Linked DNA regions of Mus musculus: region 2 is linked to region 1. The links are chromatin contacts, called in public promoter capture Hi-C maps. All regions are on one chromosome and are shown on one strand. Each heading gives the region's core, a stretch centred on a gene start, on an enhancer-like site or on the middle of the called end of the contact. The rest is flanking DNA. Distances are from core to core; before and after follow the strand shown. Region 1 holds the start of Pkig (protein kinase inhibitor, gamma). Region 2 holds the start of Tomm34 (translocase of outer mitochondrial membrane 34).

Region 1 (5,877 bases), core at 2,090-4,589:
GCTTAAGGCCCAAACTAGGAGAGACAAGGTGGTTATTGCCCAGGCACTTGCAGTACTAGAACATGGTGCTTCCCCTGATTTTATATGCTTAGGCAATAGGTCGCTGGCCACTCAGCTCTTGCACCACCACGAGGCTAGTCTCATTGCACGGAATAGAGTGAGTGTGCTTCAGCAGCCCGAGAGAGTTGCACGGCTAAGCACTGCAGTAGAAGGGCTCTGCGGCATATGAGCCTATTCTAGGGAGACATGTCATCTTTCAAGAAGGTTGAGTGTCCAAGTGTCCTTCTCTCCAGGCAAAACGACACGGGAGCAGGTCAGGGTTGCTCTGGGTAAAAGCCTGTGAGCCTAAGAGCTAATCCTGTACATGGCTCCTTTACCTGCACACTGGGGATTTGACCTCTATCTCCACTCTCATTAATATGGGTGGCCTATTGCTCTTATTAAAAGGAAAGGGGGAATTGTTGGGAGCCACCCCACATTCGCTGTCACAAGATGGCGCTGACATCCTGTGTTCTAAGTGGTAAACAAATAATCTGCGCATGTGCCAGGGTAGGTCTCCGCCCCATGTACTCTGCCTTTCCCGTGATGTCAACTCGGCCATGGGCTGCAGCCAATCAGGGAGTGATGCGTCTGAGGCAAAAAAAGATAACTCTCCGAAATAAGGACAGGGGTTTCGCTTTCGTTTTGGGGATGATGAGGGGCTTTCGTTCTTGGGGCTTGGGGCTTGCGCTCCGGCTCCTGAAGATGTAAGCAATAAAGTTTTGCCGCAGAAGATTCTGGTTGTTGTGTTCTTCCTGGCCGGGCGTGAGAACGCGTTTTTAAGAGTCAACCATTCTCCAAAATGGCGACCTCAGACAAAGGCAGGCAGGCCTTCTCATAGGGGACTGAGAGAACTGTCTAGAAGGATTAAGTCATCTAACATTTCATTGGTGGGTGCTAGGGGATCACAAGAGGTCAGTGGTCTGCATTCCCATGTCATGCATGTTTAATCACAGGATGAACTAGGGCTGCCCAGTGCAGGTGGCCCATTCTGAGATAAGATATTTCCCCATCTTAGTGGCTGTCCCTAGGCTGTTCTTTGGGAGGGGGTTTTATGATCTTGTTCTGGATTTTATGGTCTGTTCCTGGAGCTGGTGTCTTAGGGCTTAGTTTCTGGGATTTATGGTCTGTTCCCGGAGCTGGTGCCTTACAGTCATTTTTGAAGTCATGCCTGGTCCTTACATGGAGACAAATGGGGTCTATGTCGTCCTTTCAAACCTTGGTTGCCATTTCTCAGGAACCAACCATCTTGTCTTTTGAGACAGGGTCTGCTAATGGGATCTGGGGCTCTCAGCATTTAAGCTAGGCTGGCTGGCCTGCACTGAGAGCCCCTGGTCTCTCTCTTCCCTGCACTGGGATTATAAGCAGATGACATCACACTCAGCTTTTTATATGAATGCTGGAGATCTGAACTCAGGTCCTCATGTTTGCACTTTACCAACTGAGCTATCCCCTCAGAAAAAAATCTTATCCCAAGCTTTCGATCACAGTTTCAGTGTCCAAGTGAGCATGCTCAGATCAGAGTCTGATCTCTGTTTTTTTTTAAAAAGATATTTAAAAAATTCTTTTTATTTCATTTCATTTCTTTTTCATTAATTTATTTATTCACTTTACATCCTGGTAATAGCCCTCTCCCTCCTCTCTTCCCAGTCTCACCCTCCTCTTCCTCTCCCCATTATCTTCTCTTCCCTTCTCTTCAGAGAAGGGAAAGCCCTCTTTGTATACCAACCAGCCCTGGAACACCAAGTCACAGCAGGTGCTAAGTATATCCTCTCCCGCCGCGTGTGGGAAGCCCCACCAGGCAATCCAGCTAGGGGAAGGAGATCCAATGGCAGGCAGCAGAGTCAGAGACAGCCCATGCTCCAGTTGTTTGGGGACCCACATGATGACCAAGCTGCACATCTGCGACAAATGTGTAGGGGAATTTTATTTTATGTGTATGAATGTTTCGTCTACATGCATGTCTGTGCACCATGTATGTGCCTGGTGCCCACAGAGGCCAGAGGACATAAAAATCCCCTGAAACTGGAGCTACAGACAGCTGTTAGGTATCATGCAGTTGCTGGGAATTGAAACAGGGTTTTCTGGGAGTGTGATAGGTCCTCTTAACCACATAGCCCCAAGTTAGTGATATGTTTGTTTGTTTGTTTGTTTGTTTCGAGACCGGGTTTCTCTGTGTAGCCCTGGCTGTCCTGGAAGAAACCACTCTCTCAGTCATTAATGACACTTTCCATTTCCCCTGAGTGGTCTAGCTTGTGTGACAATTTATATGTGACTCTCCTATAATAACTAAGGAACTTAAGGTGTACCAAGAACTCCTTAAATAGCTTAAGAAGCCATTCTGACCTAAAATGCAGGAGAATCCTAGGGGCCTACAGGCCTTCCCTATGTGAGACAAGAAGAGGAAACAGGACATTGCTTCTGTGAGGTAGTCAACCCCTTTGCTCTGGCTTCTGTAAACCTGCTTATGGCTCTGGGACTGGGATGAGGCGGACCCTTTCCCTCTGTACAGTGGGATGAGAAACAACTGAGAGGAGGAAAGCCAGTTCTTCCCCCAGCTGTGGGTTCCACCAAGCATGAGATAACTGTGATGCCCACTGCTGATGTCCATCTTTGTAAACCCTTCCTTTAGCCACTCCTTGGCAAGGCAATCTTTTGATTTGGCTCTAAGGCTGCCATCCAAGGCTGTGATTCTGTTAGTGGTAGCAATCAACTGATTTAATCTGAATTCAGATTTAGTCTAATTCATAGTTTTTCCCCCAAGTGGATACGAGCTCCACACCAGCTAGGAGCACCCTTTGAACTTAGGGTCCCTTATATTTGCAGGATTTCCCCCAGGAAACCTAATTGCTGAATATGAATTAATTATTTCCCATGCTGAAATTAATTCTGGTGTTTAAATTTTCGTGCCCCCCCCCCCAAAAAAAAACAAAAACAAAAAACTTTTACTTTTTTGCCACACCCCTTCGTTTCAGAGATTATGACAGAGGAATTTGTCACTCCACATCAATTTTTCTAGTCTTTATTTTCAGTCAGAGGGCTGGGCTTGTAGCTCAGTAATAGAGCATGTGTACCACCATCAAAAAAGTAATTAAAAAAAAAAAAGCTACATCTGGTGGCATAAACATCCGAGGGACAAGCCCTCACCTAGAGCCTCGATGGCCTCCATGCTCATCTTTCACTGGCCACCTCTCTGGAGAGCTAAGACCCCAGCCTCAGGACCGCTTTCCTTCCTCCGCCCATTGCTCCCAGTCGCGTCCCTTCCCGGCCGCCGTAGAGCAAGCGACGCGGGAGTTCGGCAGTCGCGTCGCCTAGGCAACGGCTCGGCGGCGGGCTGCGGGCGCCAGGCGGCCCCGGGGAGGCGCTCGCGCCGGCGGCCGGGGCTCTACGAGGCGACAAGGCGGCAGGTAAGCGGCGGTAGAGCGGGTGAACGTGACCCGGAGAGGAGCGGTCCGCCGGGCGACCGGCGAGGAACGGGTCGCGGGGACGCCAGGCAAGGACAGAGGGCCGGACCTTTGTCCCTTGGGCCCGCGAGCTGGCGCCTGCGACGCCCTCTGACCCCGGCCGAGTTCGGGTGGGTGCGCTTTCCGCTTTTATTCCTATGTATCTCTGGAGCCTCACTCGAAAGTTTTCCTTTTAAATAGTAATTTTTAAAAAGCTCCTATTTTATGAGGGTTGGTCGCGGAGTAGCTAGGAACTGAAGAGAACGTCTGCGTGTGTCGCTCTTCGTTGGTGGTGGTGGTGGGAGGTCGGCGAGATCGGACTTATTTCTGAGTCAGTTTTCTCACCTGCACAATGGGGATAATAATACCTGTCTTATAAGATGATCAAAACGTGTTTTTATATTTAAAATCCTCACTACATGGGCGCTTTTCTTGTTACTACTACGAGGAGCATCATTGAGTATTTATTGAGAACCAGGGCCTGGGCTGATCGCCAGCGGTTTAAAAAAAAAAAAAAGTGAATGAGACGTCTTGTCCTTAGGGAACTCCACTCCTGCCCGTAGGAAACTGACCTATGGACTGGTTTTTGGTGTAATTTGAGCTATGGTTTTACACGTACAGGAAGCTGAATGCAGTGGAGGCTGTTGTAGACCTTCAGAGGTGATCAGAGAGAGAGGATTACACTAGAAGGTTACTTCCAAAAGGAGGTATGTAGCTTGCCTTTTGTCTTGGCCAGAAGACTAGTCTGGTGTGTGTGCCTAGTGTTAGGAAAACGGTGCCTTGAGGAGACAGCCAAACTTCTAGAGACTCTCCCAAGAATTTCAGGCTGGAAGGGAGTCCAAAAGGTAGCAAGAGTGTCTACTTGATGTTTGAAGGATAAGCCTCGGCTCTTCTTGACAGACTTTTTTTAGGGTCGGAGGTGGCGTTATGGGTAAAGTTTTAGGATGTTTGCTTTTTATTTTTTGTGAACCCTCAAGGGATTTGTTTGTTTTAATACAGGATTTTGTGGCCTACAGTCTGGTCTTGATTAATGCTGCTGTGTAGCTGAGGCTTTGCCTTGAACTCCTGACTCTCATGTCTCTGCTCCTGAGTTTGTGAGCTTGCAGAGGCGTCTAATTAGAAGCGGGTGAGCGTGTGCGCATGCGCTTCCGCGATTCTATGCGCGCCCTTGATCAGAAGTAGACCTCTCACCCTCTTTGGTCTCCTTGCTATTATTTTTTGCTTTGCAGCCAGTTCTTTATGGCGATTCAAAACAAAAAAAAAAACAGATATTGACAATTATCTTAGACCTTTTTTTCATTATTAAAACTACATACTCGCTTTAGCAAGATTAGAGGTTTCGGGGCAGGCGAGATGGCTCAGTGGTTAAGAGCACCGACTGATCTTCTGAAGGTTCTGAGTTCAAATCCCAGCAATCATCTGTAATGAGATACGATGCCCTCTTCTGGTGTGTCTGAAGACAGCTACAGTGTACTTACATATAACAATAAATCTTTAAAAAGAGAGAGAGAGAAGAGGTTTCTTTAGCTTACAGTTCTGGAGATTCTTGGAGCCCACTTCTGACCATGTTCTTTTTATGGCAGAGTCCTGAGAGGGCTCAGCTTGTTGAGCATATCACAAGATGGGGAGTTCAAGGGTTCCTCTTTTTGTGATGTGGGGGTCGAAGAGACCCTTGTCCACAGCAGGCAGGGGTACTGCCTCAGAGCTGTTTACCCATGACCTTCTCTCAGGCAGTTCCAGGATCCAGTTACAACCTCTGACCTTATCTGATGCTGCCTTCTTCCTCTGGACACTATGTCAGTGTGGTTTCCCCTGTCTTCACTCACCATCTGAAGCAGAAATGTCAGCATGTGAACCCTTGGGACGTGCACACAAACTACATCTAACCCATAGGAAGTGTGAGGTGCCAGGCACTGGGCAGAGCTGGATGAGAAAGCTGGTTCTTATCGTGGAGATCAGGGCCTAGTTGGGAAATTAGGCTGGCAGTGGCAGTGTAATGGGAGGTGTTGCTGGGTGTTTCTGATCAGGTGAATACAATCTAGTCTGGAGGTTGGGGGAGGGAGTAGTGAGAATTAGCTCTATCTGGAGAGATGGTGAGAATGGAAAAAGACAGTATTTTACAATATTGAAAAGCAATGTCAAGCCGGGCATGGTGGCACACGCCTTTCATCCCAGCACTCGGGAGGCAGAGGCAGAGGCAGGTGGATTTCTGAGTTCGAGACCAGCCTGGTCTACAAAGTGAGTTCCAGGACATCCAGGGCTATACAGAGAAACCCTGTCTCAAAACAAAACAAAACAAAACAAAAGCAATGTCACTGAGCCCAGCGTGGCACCTGCCTGTCTTTCCAGCAGTTGGAGGTGGAGGCAGGAGGACCAAGAGTTTAAGCCCTGGCTC
Region 2 (5,877 bases), core at 1,913-4,412, 410 kb after region 1:
CCCACCTTTGAGTGAGGTCCCACTACCTTTTCCAGGTTGCCCTTGAACTAGCAATTTTCCTGCCTCAGTCTCCCAAAGTACTGGAGCTACAAGACTTCATGTCATCATAGTTTCTCCCCCTACCCATCCCCCTACCTCCTTTAAAAACAAAAAACCAAACAAACAACAAAACTTAAAACAAATTGCTGGTATGGTGGCACATCTTTAGCCTCAGCAGTCCCGAGGTAGGGGCAGGCAGAGTTCCATCGTCTGTGCAGAAGGCTAGCCTTGACCTCTGACAACATTCCTGCTTCAGCCTCCTGAGTGCTGGGATAACAAGTAGACACCTCCACACCCTTTCCTAGGGAGCAAGGTTTCACTGTGTAGCCCTAAGGGGCCTGGAAGCCACTCCATACATCAGGCTGGCCTCAATTTTGCTTTTGAAATGGCTAAAACTCCATCCATACTCATTTTTGTCCCTGGAGGCCAGCACAATGCTCACAAGCCCGGCCCACTTTAGTGCGTATCATTAACGCATAAGGAACTGGACCACTAAAGTGTTTCCCAAGGGGCATCACACAGCCTATCCTTTTGCACTTGCTTCAGGAAGTAGGATACCATGTTGACACTTGATATCCTTCATTCAATACTAACAATGAATAATAAACACAATAAATTTATACTTCTTTCATTCTTCTCTTGGGCCAGAAAATACAGAGGTAAGTTGAATAGTCCTTGCCAGTACTGAAAGGTTCTAGTTAATGGTCCTACAAAATCCACTCAACTCTTCTGAGTACTTGAGTGCATGTATATTTGAAGGTTTCGAGTCTCAGACTTGCTACAAGGCTTCCCTGTGCTCCTTAGAGCAGAGAAATCCGATCTGAGAAGCCAAGAGAATTACCTACATAATCACACTGAAATTTCCGTAGTAGGGACAGAAATAAAATCTGGCAAATTTAAACAGCAGGGCTGTTTAATTATAGTGGTCTCAGAATAAATCCACACAAAAGCATAGCTTCTGGCCTTTTACTCAGGGAAGGGGGCTGAGAGGGAAACAGCCACCTTAGTGTCCCCAGCAACTTCAAGATGTGGGACTGACATAGTGGGAGCAGCCTAAGAGGGTTTCCAGAGAAAACAACAGGATGTGTGTGTGTGTGTGTGTGTACCCATGCATAGCTTCAACCCATAAAAGGTCTAAAAAGGAGGATTTATGAATTAGTCTAGGTAATGATTAAAAATTTGGACTCAGGGGGCTGGAGAGATGGTTTAGGGGTTTAAAGCATACACTGATCTTGCAGAAGGCCAGAGTGTAGCTTCCAGCACCCACGTGAGGCAGTGCACAACACCTGTAACTCCAGCTCCACGGGGATGCCACCTCTGGCACATTAACCCCACCCCATGACCACAAATAAAACCAGATTCAGAAATCAGATGACTATATTCAAATTCTGGGTCTAACAATCTGCACTGTGTCATCCTAGGAAGGCAATGAATTCTTTGGGATTCCTCATCTACAGGTTGATCTGGTCATAGTGAAGATAAACAAAGATAACATCCAGCACAGAAAACCACGCAACAAACACTGGTCAAGAAAATGAGAATGGGGCTGGTGAGATGGCTCAGCGGGTAAGAGCACTGACTGCTCTTCCAGAGGTTATGAGTTCAAATCCCAGCAACCACATGGTGGCTCACAACCATCCGTAATGAGATCTGACACCCTCTTCTGGAATGTCTGAAGGCAGCTACAGTGTACTTACATATAATAGTAAATAAATCTTTAAGATAAAAAAAGAAGGAAAGAGAGAAAATGAGAATGAGGACTCAGAGAAAGTGGGACTCAAGGCTGTCTTCATGTCAAAGCTTCTGAAACTTCGGGCAAAGGTTAGGAGCATTGTTAATATGCTGTTCTTTTGTTTAAAACTCTTCCAATTAGGGGATAAAATCCCAACTCTTTGGAGGGTTTAAAGCACCAACACAATTAAGGTTTTGTGTACTTCCTGTCTTAAATTGTCTCATTAATAGCTTATGCTGCTTAGTGTATCTGATGGGTCTCCGCACCTGGCATGCATTAGACACTCAACTCAGGGACATCTCAAATATCTCTTGAGAAGTTGCCCATGACTTCCTTTCTAAAGGATCCAACCTTATCACATTACTTTGTATTAATAGTTCTAATCTCAGAGGTCTCCTTTACTTACAAATGTAAGACAACTGGCCCCAGGAAGTTCTATCCTTGAAAGGACCCCATCTCGCCAGCCACATTCAGTCAATATACAAAAGTCAACTGAATTTTAAAATGAGTACATGAGGGGCGGACAGGTGCGCTAGCTATATGCGGGGGCGTGGTGGTAGAGGCTGGTGCGGCAGATGGCCCGGGGAAAAGAAAGACCCAGAGGACAGGATCAACACTTAGTCCAGGGCGCCGATGCGGGTGCAGGATGCCTGCAGGCCCGGAAGGTAAACGGGGGAGCGGGTTCCTACCTCGCGCCTGCAGCAGTCGCAGCGCGCGCTCGTACAGCGCCGAAGCCTCGGCGTACTGGCCGTTGCGGAAACTCTGGTTGCCGGCTGCGCGGAGCTCTTCCACAGAGTCTGAGAGTTTGGGGGCCATCCCGGGAGGCCGGCAAACAAGGACCACCTCCGTTCCCCGCCGAGGAGTGCGCAACAGCTTCCGGGTGGAAGCAGCGGATGCGTGCCCTTAAGGCCCGCAGCCGACTGGCCTGGGGGTGGTGGGGGGTGGTGATGGTAGACCGGGCCGCGGCTAGGCGGCCAGGGACGGAAAGAATCGCGGGGTCAAGCCCTGGGAGGGCCTGGTGCGGCGGCTGGACGCGGGGAAGGGAAAACCAGGGAGGCTGGGCCAACGGGAGGCCCGGTGCGGGGATGCGGGTGGAGGACGCAGGCCCGGAGGGAAACGTGGGGCGGGTTCCTACCTCGCGCCTGCAGCAGCCGCAGTGCGCGCTCGTACAGCGCCGAGGCTTCGCCGTACTGGCCATTGCGGAAGTTCTGGTTGCCGGCAGCGCGGAGCTGTTCCACGGAATCCGAGACTTTGGGGGCCATCTCGGGTGGGCTGGGAAACAGGGAGCAACGCACTTCCCAGCTAAGTGGTGCGCAACAGCTTCCACCCGGAAGCTAGGGCTGCGTGCCTTTAAGGCCCACTGTGGACCGGCCCTGAGGGGCGGGGCCAGACGAGGCGGGGCTAGACGGGGCGGAGCTAAGCGGCCGGAAGAGTGGGCTCAAGCCCTTAGCTCTGTCCGGCCGCTCTTCCTTGTCCAGGGGCGGGGCCAGGGAAGGGCGGAGCTAAGAGGGTCGGAGGCGGGGGCGTTGAGAAACAAGGCCTTTGGCGTGAGCTCTGTCTGGAACTCGTGGTCAACAAGTTTGAAGATGGTGGCTGGCACTCCAGTGCTGAAGCGACAGCTGAATCACCGAAGGAGGCAGACTATCTTCCCTCCGTTGGACCTGGGAAGCAATTAATCCACGACCAAGAGAAAACATACTTTTTGTCAAGATTGTTTGTTTTCGAGACAGGGTTTCTCTGTATAGTCCTGGCTGTCCTGGAACTCACTCTGTAGACCATGCTGGCCTCGAACTCAGAAATCTGCCTGCCTCTGCCTCCCAAGTTTTGGGATTAAAGGCGGGTGCCACCACGCCCGGCTCGTCAAGATCTTAATACTATAAAGAAGCAAAGAGCGGGATGATGCAAACGTGTGGAAGTCTAAGGCACCCTCGAGGACTGTATAGGATAGAGTGAGAATGATGAAAATTTTTTATACGCACAAAAGAATATAATGCACTTAAAAAAAAAATTGAAGCAACATAATCCAAAGTTGAGGTCTGCAGTTCCACCACTTTGGAGGCCAAGGACAGTATAGCTGAGCTCCTGTTTTAAAACAAAACCAAGAAAACACAATGATGTTATAGGTGATAGGTTATTTCTCCGTTGCCGATGAAATGAGCCAATTTAAACCAGATTATAGTAAAGGCAGGTTTATTGGGAAGCTGCTTTCGGGCAAGTTCACCGGTCCCAAAGGAGGAGGCCAGGGAAGTCGCCATGGGGACGGGGGTGGGGGGGGGCGGGGGGTGGGAGGGGGAAAGAAAGAAAGAAAGAAAGAAAGAAAGAAAGAAAGAAAGAAAGAAGGAGGGCACTTATGCATAGAGAGAAAAGAAGGGCAGACCAAAGTGTCTGGATTATATAGGGAGGAGCCTCTGGGGGAAGGGCAGCCCAGCCTCTGGGCTTAAAGTTCAGGGGTGGGGGCATGGCATGGCAGGTAGGCACTGAGGGATGCTGGGAGAACCTGGAGATTGGGGAAGGCAAACAATAGGAAATACCCCTGTGGAGGCTGTTAAACCTGAGCAGGCCACAGAGAGCCTCTGAGGCAGAGAATCAGCTGAAACCTGAGATGTCGGGATCAGGATTCCAGAAAGCTGGAAAGCGCCTGGCATCTTGTGGACCATAAAACTTATTTAGTGGGTGAATACAGATGGATACAGATGAATACAGTGAATACACATGGATAACACTGGAGCTGGGCTTGGTGGTGGACGCTTTAATCCCGGCACTTAGGAGGTAGAGGCAGGTTGGTTTCTGAATTTGAGGCCAGCCTGGTCTACATAGCATGTTCCAGGCCAGTCAGGGAATATACAGATGCTGCTTCAAACAAATCCCTACAAACAACCCTAAACTAAAAATATACCCACTACGCCCCTAAAAACAGAACGGTGAGGGCTCAGCGACGGAACTTCAGAAATCTGTGAGTTTTATTTTTTTAAAAAGATTTATTGATTTTATGTATGTGAGTACACTGCAGCTGTCTTCAGTCACACGCCAGAAGAGGACATCAGATCCCATTACAGGTTGTGAGCCACCATGTGGTTGCTGGGAATGGAACTCAGAACCTCTTCAAGAGCAGTCAGTGCTCTTAACCACTGAGCCACCCCTCCAGCCCTTGAGCTTTATTTTTGTCAATAACCCTATCGGCTTGAGCTGAGTCTAGACTGTCATTTTGGACTAAATTAGTGGATCTTTCCGTTTTTGGGGGTGTGCCAGGTCCAAAGCGAACCCCCAATTCCTCCCCCAAAAGGGAAGGCTTGTGTTGAATATTGAAAGTGTAAACAAAAGGATTGCTGGTGGACAGACCCGAGTAGTCCTCTGTAACCTGTTGGTTTCTGTCTACCAAAAGGAGTCACTCCTTTATCGTCCTTGCCTTTGGTAAAGGAGACTTAAGCCAAGCTAACCTGCAGGGTCCTTGGTCCCTAGTAACATATATCTGTTATGAGTAGCAAAGCAGCCTGGCCCTCCTTACCTCCTCCACTATGCTCCCAGGCTGTTCCAGATTACAACTTGCACACTCCCCTCCGCAGCAGTTACGCTACAGCAAGGTCCCGACCGGCTCTTCTCCCTCTTCGCTAATTTTTTCTGCCCGGAAGATATAGCCCTGGCCTTGGCCAGTCTGTTTTTTTCTCTCTGCTCAGGAGTCTTCCAGATGCTGTTTGGTCTCATCTACAATAAAACCTCTCCAGTCTTGGAGCAGAGATTTTGATGGTTTCTTGACTGCGCCCTAGTTTACAGAGGGCTTGGGGCTTTTCCCCTTGGCCCTAATATGAACTCACTTCTTTTTCTTTCTCTCTCTCTCTCTCTCTCTCTCTCTATATATATATATATATATAATATATATATATAAATATATATAAATATATATATACACACACACACATATATAAAATATATATATAAATATATATAAATATATATAAATATATATAAATATATATAAATATATATATATACACATATATAAATATATATATACACACATATATAAATATATATATACACACATATATAAATATATATATACATATATATAAATATATATATATATTTATATATATATATTTTAAGAA

What was found. Capture Hi-C pulls out chosen DNA fragments and counts their contacts.
Region 2: a promoter capture Hi-C map of adipose tissue shows a contact between it and region 1. The contact joins the promoter of Tomm34 here to the promoter of Pkig in region 1. A contact is called at or near these places in 1 of 39 promoter capture datasets (neural stem cells), 1 of 484 Hi-C or Micro-C datasets (the HL-1 cell line), 1 of 115 datasets of contacts at active chromatin or transcription factors (memory CD8 T cells) and 1 of 9 other capture datasets (adipose tissue).

Annotation. Positions count from the first base shown.
Region 1 is chr2:163,655,047-163,660,923 of GRCm38.p6, forward strand. It overlaps Pkig (protein kinase inhibitor, gamma), which reads left to right and starts at 3,340. Exons shown (of 4, transcript NM_001039391.2): 1 at 3,340-3,446.
Region 2 is chr2:164,068,007-164,073,883 of GRCm38.p6, forward strand. It overlaps Tomm34 (translocase of outer mitochondrial membrane 34), which reads right to left and starts at 3,163. Exons shown (of 7, transcript NM_001291155.1): 1 at 2,907-3,163. The coding sequence starts at 3,033.